2 separate regions of the Rattus norvegicus genome follow, and region 2 is linked to region 1. A link is a contact called in public Hi-C data. All regions are on one chromosome and are shown on one strand. The core of a region is the stretch at or near the end of the contact, and the rest is flanking DNA. Distances in the headings are between cores, read along the strand shown. Region 1 has its middle 36 kb from the start of Pde2a. Region 2 overlaps LOC120099897 (a long non-coding RNA gene).

Region 1 (6,152 bases), core at 1,689-4,188:
CGGCCCCTCCTCCGTCTCCCTCCTGGGCGCATCCCATCTTTGCCTCCACAGTGTGGATGCTTCTAACAAAATTCCCCATTCTCTTTGCCCCACTGGGCAGAGATCCTTCTCTCAACACACAACTCATCCGGTCCTCTCCTGGGGTGCCAAAGGCCAGTATAGTATGTCTCTGAGCATCTCCTCCGGGAACCATTGGCCAGAAACCCGAATAGTGAAGATCCAGCGTGACTGTTGCTTGTGTGTGAAGTACCAGCAAAATTTCCAATCCCTAGACTGAACTTCACAGTTTGGTCTCTCTCCTCCCCTCTGCTCCCCGAGTCCCGCATCCCCAGAAGTCAGTGGATTCTCACATCCATCCATACTTATTCACATGCCCCTGATTCCCCCTTTTATTCTGGCCCCTCCCCAGCCCCCAATTCCATTTCAACCCCTGTAGCCCACATCCATGCTGCACCTGGTGGCAGCTTCCTGACATATGTGGTCACATTGTGCTCCCCTCTAAACCATCCTCCAACCCAAATCTTCCACCCCTGACTCAGGGTCAAAGGCATGGTCCTCAGTCTGGTCCTGGTTGATCTCTCCTTATCCTCTTCTGTTACAGGTGTGTGTTGGGCGGGGGGTGGGGGAGGTCCCTATTACTTTCCAGTCCCCTTTTGTTCCTTTCTTTGTACAACATTTGTCCTCCAGGATACGGACTTCCCTTGTTTTTTATTTTTTTAATGCCCATCCCAAATCCTGGCCCACCCTTCCTGCACCATCTCACCACACAACCAACCCAGCACTCTTGGGATTCTGAACCTGGAGCTAATCTGCGTTTGGCTTTTCCTCCATACCTTGCATTTGCCCCACCTCCTTTTTCTGCCTATCTGAGTTTTTCTCATTTCATCTGCTGAACCCTGCTTTCCTGGAGGTTAGGCCTCGACTCCCAGCCCAGCCCAAGGGTGCAAGGGAAGAACGCTGATGGAGAAGTCCAGAGGAAGAAAGAAGGTGGGAAGGATGGTGCTAATCAGAGCCAAGTTCAGTCCAGGATCATGTTGCAGTGAGTCTAGTAAGGGGCTGGGGAGGGTGCTGTCCCCTACTTCCTGGGGCAAGCTGATGCTGTAATGTACAATGTCTTCTACTGGGGATGGGGAGTAATTGTCAGGCCATGGACTTCATGGGGGACTGGGACACCCTGGATGATTCTGTCTGGGGCCAGGGATGTAGAGTGAGGACCCACCCAGGGTCTTGGTAACAAGCACTCATGAGGGCAGTGGAGACACGAATTGGTAGCTCAGAGTCAACTCATACTGCCTTTCCCCCTGTGGCCAGGAAGCTGCCTCTTGTAGGTCTGATGCCCAGAGCAATGCCATTGTGGAAGCCCTGGCATGTACTCTTGGTGCCAGGCACAGGTCATATTGGGAGGGACCTCATCACACCACTAGAAACAAAGCCTTTGCTTTGACAAGGGCATGGAAAGTCACTGCGGTTTCTAGAACAGCTTTAGGGTGGAACATCTCAGGAAGGTGCCTTTGTCAGTCCAGAATCCACAGATGACGAGACACAGGTCGGTTTCAAGTTTGAAGAGCAGTCAGCTTCCTATGAGGGGCGAGGCTGGTGACCTTAGGTGGGGGTAGTAATCTCCAATTGCCATTGGGGAAGAAGCTTTGAGACAGATATCCAGTCAGAGGGGAGCCAAAAGCTACTGTGTTCTCCAACCTAGAATCCAGTGGCCCTGCTTCCTCCCCAGTGCCATGGGTAGAGCTAAGTAGATGTGGCTCAGAGGAAGACTGAGGCTGAGCTGGGAAAAGGCAGATGAGGGGGGCCAACCTGGAGTGTAGCTGGACCCCTGGGTGCCTCTACTAGAGGCTGATCTCATGGAACATAAGAGGTCAAGGCCAGAAAGTCCAACTCCTTGTTACACAGATGGGCAAACAGGCCAGGGATATACCCAGGACCAAAGGATGTAAAGGGTGGAATTGGACCGCAGAATAGAGACTCCTGGCCATCGTGTCCCAAATCACTCTCTCCTCTTCATACTCTCTGCCTCTCCTCTAGTAAGGACAGGGCTCAGCAAAGGAGGCTGTGGATACAGCTTAACACTTGGACCCCCTCCCCCGACGAGGATGTAGCATTTTGCTAGGGTGGATCAGAGCAGAGGCGATCCCTGCGAGTTCCTCTTCTAGGAAAGGTTTTGCTGTCCTCATCTCCCTTCAATCCAGCACCAGGACCCTCCTTTCCCGGAGTCCCCCGACCTCCTACTCCGTCCTGCTCTACCTCTTCTGTGCAACTCCCCACACCTGCGGGGGGAGGGAGGGGGTGTGACTCAGTGGAATAAAGGCAGCTGTTATATTTGAATGATTACATAAGCCAGGAGGAAGGCAGCTGCAACGTGACCGCACAGAGGCCAGGAGACAAGTCAAACCTGGGTTGGAAGGCAGGGGTCTCCTCCTGGACTCTGTGCACTCTAGTCTACGGCAGACAACTTTTACAGGACCAGAAATGAATCACTGTAGGGCTGCAAAGTCTTCCCTAGGTCTAGGCACTTAAGGAAGGGTTTACCCCACCACACCACACCCACCAAAACTACACACCCTAAGGTCAGATCCTGATGAAGCTGCAGAAGCTGTCAGAGAGCCCTCTCCCTCGAGGAAGACACCAATGAGAAAGGAGCACCTGGCAGGACAGGTACCTTGTCTGTTCTGTCCTTGCTAGGCCACTTCCTGGCCACTCGGGGTCTCCCAGGGTGAAGTGAGAGAACACATGAAGCCTTGGCACAGCAGGTATTCCATATTCTCGCTGGCAAGGCAAGGGGCTGGTTGGGGGTTTCACGGGGAGCCCAAACCTACATTAAACTGACTTCTCTGCCCTGAGTAAATTGACATGTGTGGCAGATCACCAAGTCAAGAGTGAGGACAGGAGGGGCTATGGGACCCTGGGCGAGCCCCTGAGCAGTGTTGGTGTTTGCAGTATCCTCCCTGCAGTGTCCAGGGAGCATCAGAGCCTTCAAGCCCTGCAGCCTGCAGTGCAGTGCGCCAAGGAGGGGTAGGACTAGAACAGGATGCAGGAGGATGTGGTGACCAGCACTGGGCACCAGCACAAGGCCCACCTCCATCAGGCCTACCGGGCTCCTCCTATGCAACCCCCACAAACCCTGGAGGAGGAAGGCTGTGCCCACCCAGACTGTGTTGCCATGACGCTCGCTGGTCTCCATGGTGCCAGGCACACAGCCCTCCCCTCATCAAGAGAAGGGCTGAAGGTGACAGGGGCTGAGGAGATGCGGGTTCCTGGCACCCCCTCCTCATCTGTCCCTCTGCCTGGATCCTTGGAGTTCCTCAACTTGAACCTCCAGGAGACAAAGCAGAGAAGTCAAAAGACTTCGGAGTCAAAAGAGTGACAAAGAGGGGACTTATACAGAGAAGACAGACAAGATTGCCGGGGAGTGGCAGAGGGGGAAGGGAGGGCGGGATGGCAAGAGGGAGGGCACACTCAAGTCACCAGGCAGAGTGCCTCCCAGCTGATAAGGGGTGGGAGGTACAGTCCTTAGGCCCAGCTCTTTGGTCCGTGGGTGGTGGTGGGCGGACAGAACAGAGGAGGAGGTGGGGGAGGAGCAGCAGCAGGAGGGAGAACAATTTTCCTAGAGAGCTCTTTGTGTGTGGGTGTTCCTCCTCCACGTGCGTGTGCGTGTGTGTGTGTGTGTGTGTGTGTGTGTGTGTGTGCCCTGCACTTGAGTTATGGCAGTGCAAGCTGAGGTGTGCAGGCACGTGTGTGCGGAGCATGAGTGTGTGCATGTGGCCTATGTGCGTCTGTGTCACTGTGTCTCCAGGGTGATAAATACAGCAGTAAGAGCTGTAACCAGGGCAGAGAAAGTGTGGAAATTTCCACAGGCTGAAAGTAGCATAGAAGAGGGGATGGGTCAGGGCCAGTGAGCTCTTCATGGCTAGCTGAGTACAAATCCTCCCCATGTTTTCATAGAACGTGGGCATTGGGAAGAATAATCCAAAGGCATTTCCTTGACAGGAGAGGCAGGGAGATTGACTCTGACCAGCACTCGCTTGCTCTCCCTCTCTCTGTCTCTCTCCCTCCCTCCTTCCCTCCCCCCCCCGTATGTGCACACATGCCCATATGCGCATGCACACTCGTGCATGCATGTGCTTGTGCATGCATGTGTGTCAATGAGACAGAAACAGTCACACAGTCCCAGAGTAGGATCTGGGTCATTCAGGTCACTAAGTAGCTAAGTGGTAGAAAAGATGCTGCTTTCTGGTAGGGACAAGGTGCCCATTAGACAGGGATGTGGTCATGTCTCTTGAGTAGCCAGTATAGCTAAGACCTGACAGCCAGGATGTGGAGGCGAGGCCCTAGGGTGTCTGATGCCGAGAATGTGAGGCACTGGGTTTGCATGGGTGCTAGGTTCCAGCTACAACAGGTCCTTACTGCAGGCTACGTGCATTTGTCTGGGCTCAAGGCCATTCCCTCTCTTGGATAGGCCTCTCCTCAGCATCCTCTACCCTCCTGTCTTCTGGACTTGAGCTCTTCATGAACCCTCTTCGATCAGCATCCTCTCTCCTCAAGGGTTTCCTTCTCCCCACACCACTTACATCTGCCCCACACGTTCAGCAAAGCTCTGCACACGGTGGGTATTCAACAAGTGCTTGCTGAATGAGACCTGAACACAGTAAGTATTCAATAAGAGCTGGCTGAACCTCTCGAGCTCTCCTTCTGGATGTCACAAAGATGTCCCTGCAGATAATATCTGGTAAGACTAGCAAGGGACACTGCTCGCACTTCACACTTACCTGCTCACTCAGTGTTCCCAGGAGTCTATTGGGAGGCAGCTCAGCTCCAAAGGACAGAGAGAACACAGATCAGAGACCTAAGCAACTGTCAAAGGCACTATAAAGGATATCTGCCTACACCCATGCTTTCCAAAACAGAACTGTGGGCAGGCAGCCATGAGAGCGAGGGGGCAGGGAAGAAGTTCCGTGTCCCCCCCAGCCCCAGGGTTAGCACAGTTGTGGCAGGTCCAGCTCTTCCCTCACCTGCCTCACTACTGCCTGTGTGCCCGCCCGGGGGCTCTGGAGCCAAGGGTTCCTCAGTCCTCATTGCTGGATATCATGCAGACCAGGAGGGTTGAACAGAAGCCAGAGGACAGAAAGGCAGATACCCCAGCCCTCTTCTGCCCCGTATCCTTCCCTGCCTACTTTCCCCCCAGCACTCCACCTACAATGCCCTCAGTGCCCAGGGTGTGCCCTACTTCAGCCTTCTCTCTCAGAGTTCCCTCCCTGTTCTCCTCCCCAACATCCCATGCGATCCCCAACCATACTCCTCCAGGAAGTCCTTCCTCCTCCAGGAAATCCTTCCTCCTTCAGGCTCCCTACCCACAAACTGTAGGCTACTCCCACCCCAAGCAACCTCAAGTACCAAGTGCACCCCTCCCTTCTGGCATTGGCTCCAGTTTTAGGAAGCCTTGAGACAGCAGAGCCCTCTGTCCTGGTCCCTCAACACTGTAGTCACAGGTATCTTTGAAGAAGTTTGAGTCTCAATCCTGCAGGGATATGACCTCACCCCAAGGGAAAGCATTCATTCTACTGTGTCGAAGACAGTGCCGGCTAGCGTTCTCTTTTCGGGGAACACTCACAAGAGAAAGCAGTGCTGAGAGCATGAGAAGAGCTGAGGAGACTCTAATATCAGCCAGGGAAAGCAGAGAGCAGAGGTTCGGGCTTAGGTATACATTCAGTAGGTACTGGGCAAAGGGCTCCGCTCATGTGCCCAGGAGACCAAACCAAAGCACCTCTACTGTGCTGTCTTATCACACATCACTAGTCCCTGGCCAGAGGCAGGGCTGTGTGGTCCAGCTGGCAGCGGAACAAGGCCAGAGCCAGGAACATCACTTGGGGAGGGTGGGGGGTGGGAGGGAAGATGGGTTGGAGAGTAGGGAGGGTTAGGAGGCGTTACACAGACCCGGCTCAAAATTAGCAACTATGAGTGGTCCATGACTGCTCCCTAGTGGCCAAATGCAGCCCCATTCCTAAACCAAGGTAATGACAGTGCCAGCCCAGCAGAGGGCACCTCCAGTTGCACCTTCTTCCTTGGTCTCTGGGGTTGGTGGACAGTAGATCAAAGTCAGGGAGGAATTCTAAGCAGATCTTGGGCACATAAGCACTCGAGCC
Region 2 (6,152 bases), core at 1,269-3,768, 170 kb before region 1:
TTGGGCCTCGCCTAATTACAGAGTACTGTGACCTATTTACAGAAAACTGTGTGGCAGGCACTGAAGAAGGTGTTTCACCTATAATAATAAGCAGATAGCCTTTACTGAATATTTGCTCTATCAGCCAGACCCTAATTTCTACGTAATGTGTAGTCATCACCTTGAATTCTAATAATAATCCTAAAATGTATATTATGTTATAGACAAATGAACAGCACCTAAGAAGTGCAGCAGAATTAAGAAACTTGAGGGCTGGAATGTAGCTCAGTGGTAAAATACTTGCCTACCATGCATAAGGCCCTGGATTCAATAACCCAGTATTACAACAAACAAACAAATAATAAATAAATCAATAAATATTAAAAATTACCTAATTATTGAAAAAATACTCAAGAAGGTCATATCACTGTTGAATATCTAATGTATGCCAGACAGCCTTGTAGATGCGAGGTATTATGTTTAACCCAAAACTAAAGAAAAGATCTCAGAATATAACATTATAGTCCAAGCTTACAGAGCTGGCCAAGTTCATGTATAAACTCGAGGGATATGTATCAGATTCTAGCATCTTCTTCTGTCTCATACTGGAACACATCCTGTCTTCTGATGTGTCTCCCTGACAGTCTGCTCTGACGGCATCCTTGCATGCACCAGCTGTGTGGCAGAAATCACTCTGGGCATCTGAAGGTGAACAGACAGACAAGACCTTGTTTGCATGGAGCCCACAGTAAGGGACACGGAAGGGAACAGCTGATGAACAACCCATTCCAGAAGTCTTGATGGATCTGTGCTGAGTGCTGCAGGGTGAGAGGAAGTGGGGAGTGAGTCTGAGAGGCTGGAAGGCTGGGAGGAAGAGAAGAGGAAGTAAGTTCACACAAGAAACAATCACAGAGACAACCAATAGGGTTCAAGCATGTTTTTGTTTGTTTGTTTTTTAATTACCAGCATGAACTCTGAACTGGATTGCCTGGATTTGATCTCTATAGGTACTGTATATTACTGTGCCCTTGGGCAAGTTTACCATCTGTAAACTAGAAGCAAAATTACTCCACCCTTTAAGGCTACTGTGAGGATTAAATGAGTTAACCAATCTACACACTCAGAGCCGCTGTTCGCGGTGCTGCCTACGCAGAGCCTGATGATTCCGCTGCATACCTTTATATTTGACTTCCTCCACTCTACAAGCAAACTTTTCTCCACATCACCAAAACCTTCTTTGTTAAACACAGACCGTGTGAGCATTTATGCCCGCTAATACATGGAAGGGGAGATAAATACCTCCCCAGAGGCCTTGTGGTCACCCCAGAGAGAGAAGGTGGGTGGACCTTATCAGTGTCTCCTCTATAGAGATTTTTATTGCTGTTTTGGGAACACCACCGCCACCACCAAAGAACAAAGAGACCTAAAAATAGGATAAAGAGCCCAGCAACAGATCCACACGTTATTTATGAGTGGGATTTATGACAGAGTACACTCCACTCTGTCAGGGCTATTTAAAAAATCAGGTCGATGAGATAACTGTGTTGGAAAAGGAACCCTGACCCCACTTACACAGTCGTCGAAAGTTAATTCGGAGAGGGCCACCGTCTTCAGTGTGGAGCTGAAATGAGGTAGCTGAGCTTCTTGGAGAACATGGATGGAACAGATTTACTAAGAAGAACGTGGCAAGCTGAGCTTCTTGAACGTTAAGAACCTCTGTACATCAAAAGACACCATTAACAGAGCAAAAGAGAGGCCACAGACGGGGGCGTATATATTTGTAGAGTATGTGCTGGCAGTGTCATCTCAGAAAGGTACATCAGCATTAATATACATATAGCATGCTAGTAGCTCACATAGATTAAGCTTTCTATCGCTGTAACAAATACCCAAGGTAGGTAACTTATAAAGCAAAAAGGGTTTGGCTGTATATATGGGTTGGAGTAAAGTATTCTCTCTCTCTCTCTCTCTCTCTCTCTCTCTCTCTCTCTCTCTCTCTCTCTCTCTCCCTCCTCTCTCGGTTTATTGGAGTTCAAAGTTTCAGAGATTTCAGGCTGTGGCTGATTGGTTGACTAGTGGCTTTGGGCTGATGACACCATGGTAGGAGCCTGTGGCAAAAACAAAACTGCTCACCTCATGCCCAGAAAACTAAAAAGAAAGAGAAGGGCCCAGGTTCCATTATTCCCTTGAAGGGTATAAATCCTCCCTCCCATAAGCTCCACTTCTTAGAGGTCTACTGCCTCCCATGGTGCTGCCTAGAGACCAGGCCTCTGGGGCGTACTTATGACGCAGGACTGTCAATCATCAGTGAGGAATAATGAATATATACATGTATATATATATTTATATATATCCAGAAGAATCTTAAAAGACTTAGTGCAAAGTGAAACTTGCTGTATTTTAGCCAAGCATCCAAGAAAAAAGAATCTGTGACTTCATCACCCATATGCCGGCAAACGCTGAGTGGGATTGCAGATCCCACCCTCGTCTGCAGCGAGGCACTGAACTCCCTGCTGTGGGAACATCGGGGAAAGCTGAGTAGGGAGCTGGGACTCTCATCCCTGCTGAGCCTTAATAAGATCCCCAGTACTGCAGAGACCGTGCAGGGAGCCTGGCCTTTCAGTTCCCACAAGGCAGTCCCAGGGAGCCCTCCTCCTCTTGTACAGATGGAACCTGGTGGTTGGGGGCTGGTGGAGAACTTGTCCCACCCACACTTGGCAATAATGAAGTGGAGCGTGTAGCCCCTTATGCTGCTAGAACAGGTTTAAGTAAGACCCAGAGTCTCAGCACACAAACGCCCAAGATTTAGCCTGCTTTTCCTATCATGCCGCGCTTGCCTGTTCAGGTTTTTATTCACCAATACCCCCTGGTCTGGGGGCCACAAACACCAGAATTTATGTCCCAGCCATGGAGGCTGTAACACTTCCAGGGCAAAGGCACTCTGGTTCCCCGCGCACCTCTCTGTTTCGGCATGCAGATGCCTGTTTCCTGCTGCATCTTCCATTACAGGCAAGCCTGTGAAAGAGACTTCCTTTTTCTATGGTCTGCCATGAGCATTGAGGATCCTGGAACCTTGACTAGGGGTGGCGAAGGAATAGAGAAAGGACAGACACACATGTAGGAAAGCTGGGGTCCAGTGCGGGTCTGGGCAGCGATGAGTCTGCACCTACCACATCCAGCAACCTGGAACCCCAACCTGGAACCTCAGTGTGGATTCTTATGCACAGCACAGAGGGCAGGACTAGCCAGTCCAGGTAGGAGGTCTTCATAGATGAGCAATCTCAGACTATAGACATACTGGAAGAGGAAGCCACGGGTGCCAGTTTTTGTACACACTGGTCAATCCACTCTGAAACCCCCAAGGAGGGGTCTGACATCCTTCTTTAGCCTGGCCATTAAGGGGAAATGGTCTTACCCTGCCCACATCAGAACTACACTCACTCAGGGCCTCCTCTGTCTCTCAATACAGGGGTCTTCCTATGTAGCCCAGGCCGGCTTCAAAGTTGGGATCCTTCTGCCTCAGCATCCTGAGTGAAAGATAGCCCAGTGTGCATAATAGCTGCCTCTCCTTCCGAGAGTATTCTTCTCAGCAGAGCACAGCCCTGCCCTTACAGCCTCATCTAACCTCTCTAACACTCCAATTTCAAATGACCTCACATTGGGCAGTTGGGAGTTAACAGATGGACTTAAGGGGAGTCAAGCATTTGGTCTGCAGGATCAACCGAGAACCAGGGAAACCCCAAACTGAACTTCAAAAGGACAGCCTCTACAGGAGCTGGGGAGATAGCTTAGTGGGTAGTGTTTGCCACCCACTGAGCTCAGAATCTGAGTTCAGACTTCTAAGCACACATGCTTGAGTCCTTGTCCAGTGAGTTCAGTAACCCAGAACTGAGATGTGGAGTCAGTGAAAGAAAGGACTCTGACCACTTGTCATTCGAGCAAGCGGACCGGAGTAGCTCAAGCCATCTTTATTACACAGAATTTCAGAACATTCAAACAGTTTCAGATTTCCCTTAATCATTATCCAAGAATCTCAACCAGTACTTATGAAAGTTCATTTTAAGTCCCCCTTACTTCCTTGTCATCAGTGATTCTCCTTTCCCATGTCTATGCAGTAAAATATTACAATCCAAATGACTATGTCATAGCTAAGCACACCTGAATATTGCCAGCCAAAATGATTTAAGTTGTATTACAGGCCAAGTGATTGTATCTAGCCAGCCACAACTAGTTTGTGCACAGGCCAGCAGCAGACATACAGTTTCAAAGTAAAAGACAATTAGAACCCAAACAAACTTTTAACAGGAATATAACCAACTTACGTTTCTTTTAAGAGCACAGCAAATTTTACACACACTCATATACATATAACGGGGACACACAGATAGTCTCTCTCTCACACACACATACAGACCCACTCACACACACACTAATTTATAGATGCCACCAGCAAAATTATATCAATTCTATAATTATCTGGCAAAGAATAGAGAAGAATGAAATTATGTCATTTGTAGGAAAATGGATAGACAATAAATAAGGGAAAATACAAATATGTTTGTTTTGTTTTGTGTTTTGAAACAAAATTTTTCTTTGTAGCCCAGGCTATCTTTGAGCTCACTATGTAGCCGTTCTGACTTTGAACCCTCCCTGATACTCTTTCCTCGGCTTCTTAAAGAGCTGGGATTGTAGGGGAGCTACTATGATTAGATCTGTCTTCTCTGGAGTTTTCTAAATTACATCTGATAGTTACAGAAAAGCTTGCACTACTGTCTGACTTGATCCTAAATGCATAATGTGGGGCTCCCTGCTGTTGGAATTCAGACCCAGGGCAGGAGGCTGAGGTGCCCATTTAACCTAACAAAGCTGACTTAGCCTCCAGATTCTCCCAGCATCCCTTGCTCTCTGTGCTGAACTTTCTAGCCCAGAGTCCAGACTTTCTCTCACCTAGAGGATCTCCACTATATAATCCAGGCATTTTTATGCCCCCCTCTCCGCTCCCTCGCCCTCACTTTTCTGTCTTCCTGTCTGCATGGTGACTTCATTGATCCCTCTCCTGTGAGGTCCATGAACCTGCCTGAGAGCTGCCCCCAATAATCCTTCCTTTATACTTTAATTCGGCTTGAACTGGCTCATTTCTTCGGTGGAGAATATCTGTCACCTGCAAGGAAACCAGTTCAGCATGACTTAGTTGGGCAAGCAAACCCTGGTTCAAACTCCTTCCTCTTTCTTCTTCTTCTTCTTCTTCTTCTTCTTCTTCTTCTTCTTCTTCTTCTTCTTCTTCTTCTTCTTCTTCTTCTTCTTCTTCTTCTTCTTCTTCTTCTCCTCTTCCTCTTCCTCTTCCTCTTCCTCTTCCTCCTCCTCCTCCTCCTCCTCCTCCTCCTCCTTCTTCTTCTTTGTTTGTGTAGTTTTATCTGTCCTGGAACTCACTCTGTAGACCAGGCTGGCCTCAGACTCACAGAGACCATCTGCCTCTGCCTTCTGAGTGCTGGGATTAAGGGTGTGTGCCATCACTGCCCCAGCTGGTTCAAACTTCTGGAGTCTGACATATTCCTGGTGACAATTATCCCAATCCCATGTGCACAATAAAGCTTAAAGTGTGACTACATCTACAAAGCACATGAGATTTGTACCATAAAAATGGTTCTATATCTTAAAGGCCTAGGATCTGGAATGGTCTCTGATCAAGATAGCACAGCGGTCAGCAGGCTGTACAGCACTTGTGACATTTCCCCTAAGGACGGGTTCTACTGCTTGAGAAACAAAGCTAAAGATAAAGGTCTAAGGAGGGAGAGACTGAGATTCTGGAGGATTTGGGTGAGGACTGGCCCTACAGATAGCCAAGGTCACCAGGTAATTAACAACATCCACTCCCAGCCTTCTGGGCAGAACACAGGTATTCACTTCCTCCACTGAGGAGGCAAGCCTGTGTGGTTAGCACTCCTGGTTTCTCCAGGACTTAGCTGTGAGCACTTGTGCCTTCTATACACAGAAAGGAGATATTTGAAATAAATGTGTGTGTGGGGTTAAATAGATTTAAGGGAAGTAAGATTATTTCAATGTGATAAAATGATGACACCAATATGTGGATTTAAATTTTTTCCAACCCCACTTTTTTTTTTTTTTTTTTTTTTGAGCTGAGGACCGAACCCAGGGCTTTGTGCTTCCTAGGC

The links. Hi-C and Micro-C count contacts between places; a contact is called where the count stands out from the background.
Region 2: a Hi-C map of frontal cortex shows a contact between it and region 1, with 2.7 times the contacts expected there. The contact joins two enhancer-like sites. A contact is called at or near these places in 2 of 12 Hi-C or Micro-C datasets (frontal cortex and prefrontal cortex).

Annotation. Positions count from the first base shown.
Region 1 is chr1:165,227,042-165,233,193 of GRCr8, reverse strand. No RefSeq gene overlaps it. Among named protein-coding and RNA genes, the nearest start is that of Pde2a, 36 kb to the left of the region's middle. Within about 2 kb of position 2,938, at least 15 of the 93 cell types and tissues checked have an H3K27ac peak or open chromatin away from gene starts, as enhancers often do.
Region 2 is chr1:165,392,862-165,399,013 of GRCr8, reverse strand. It overlaps LOC120099897 (a long non-coding RNA gene), which reads right to left. Exons shown (of 4, transcript XR_005499356.2): 4 at 3,913-6,152. Among named protein-coding and RNA genes, the nearest start is that of Art2b, 24 kb to the right of the region's middle. Within about 2 kb of position 2,518, at least 15 of the 93 cell types and tissues checked have an H3K27ac peak or open chromatin away from gene starts, as enhancers often do.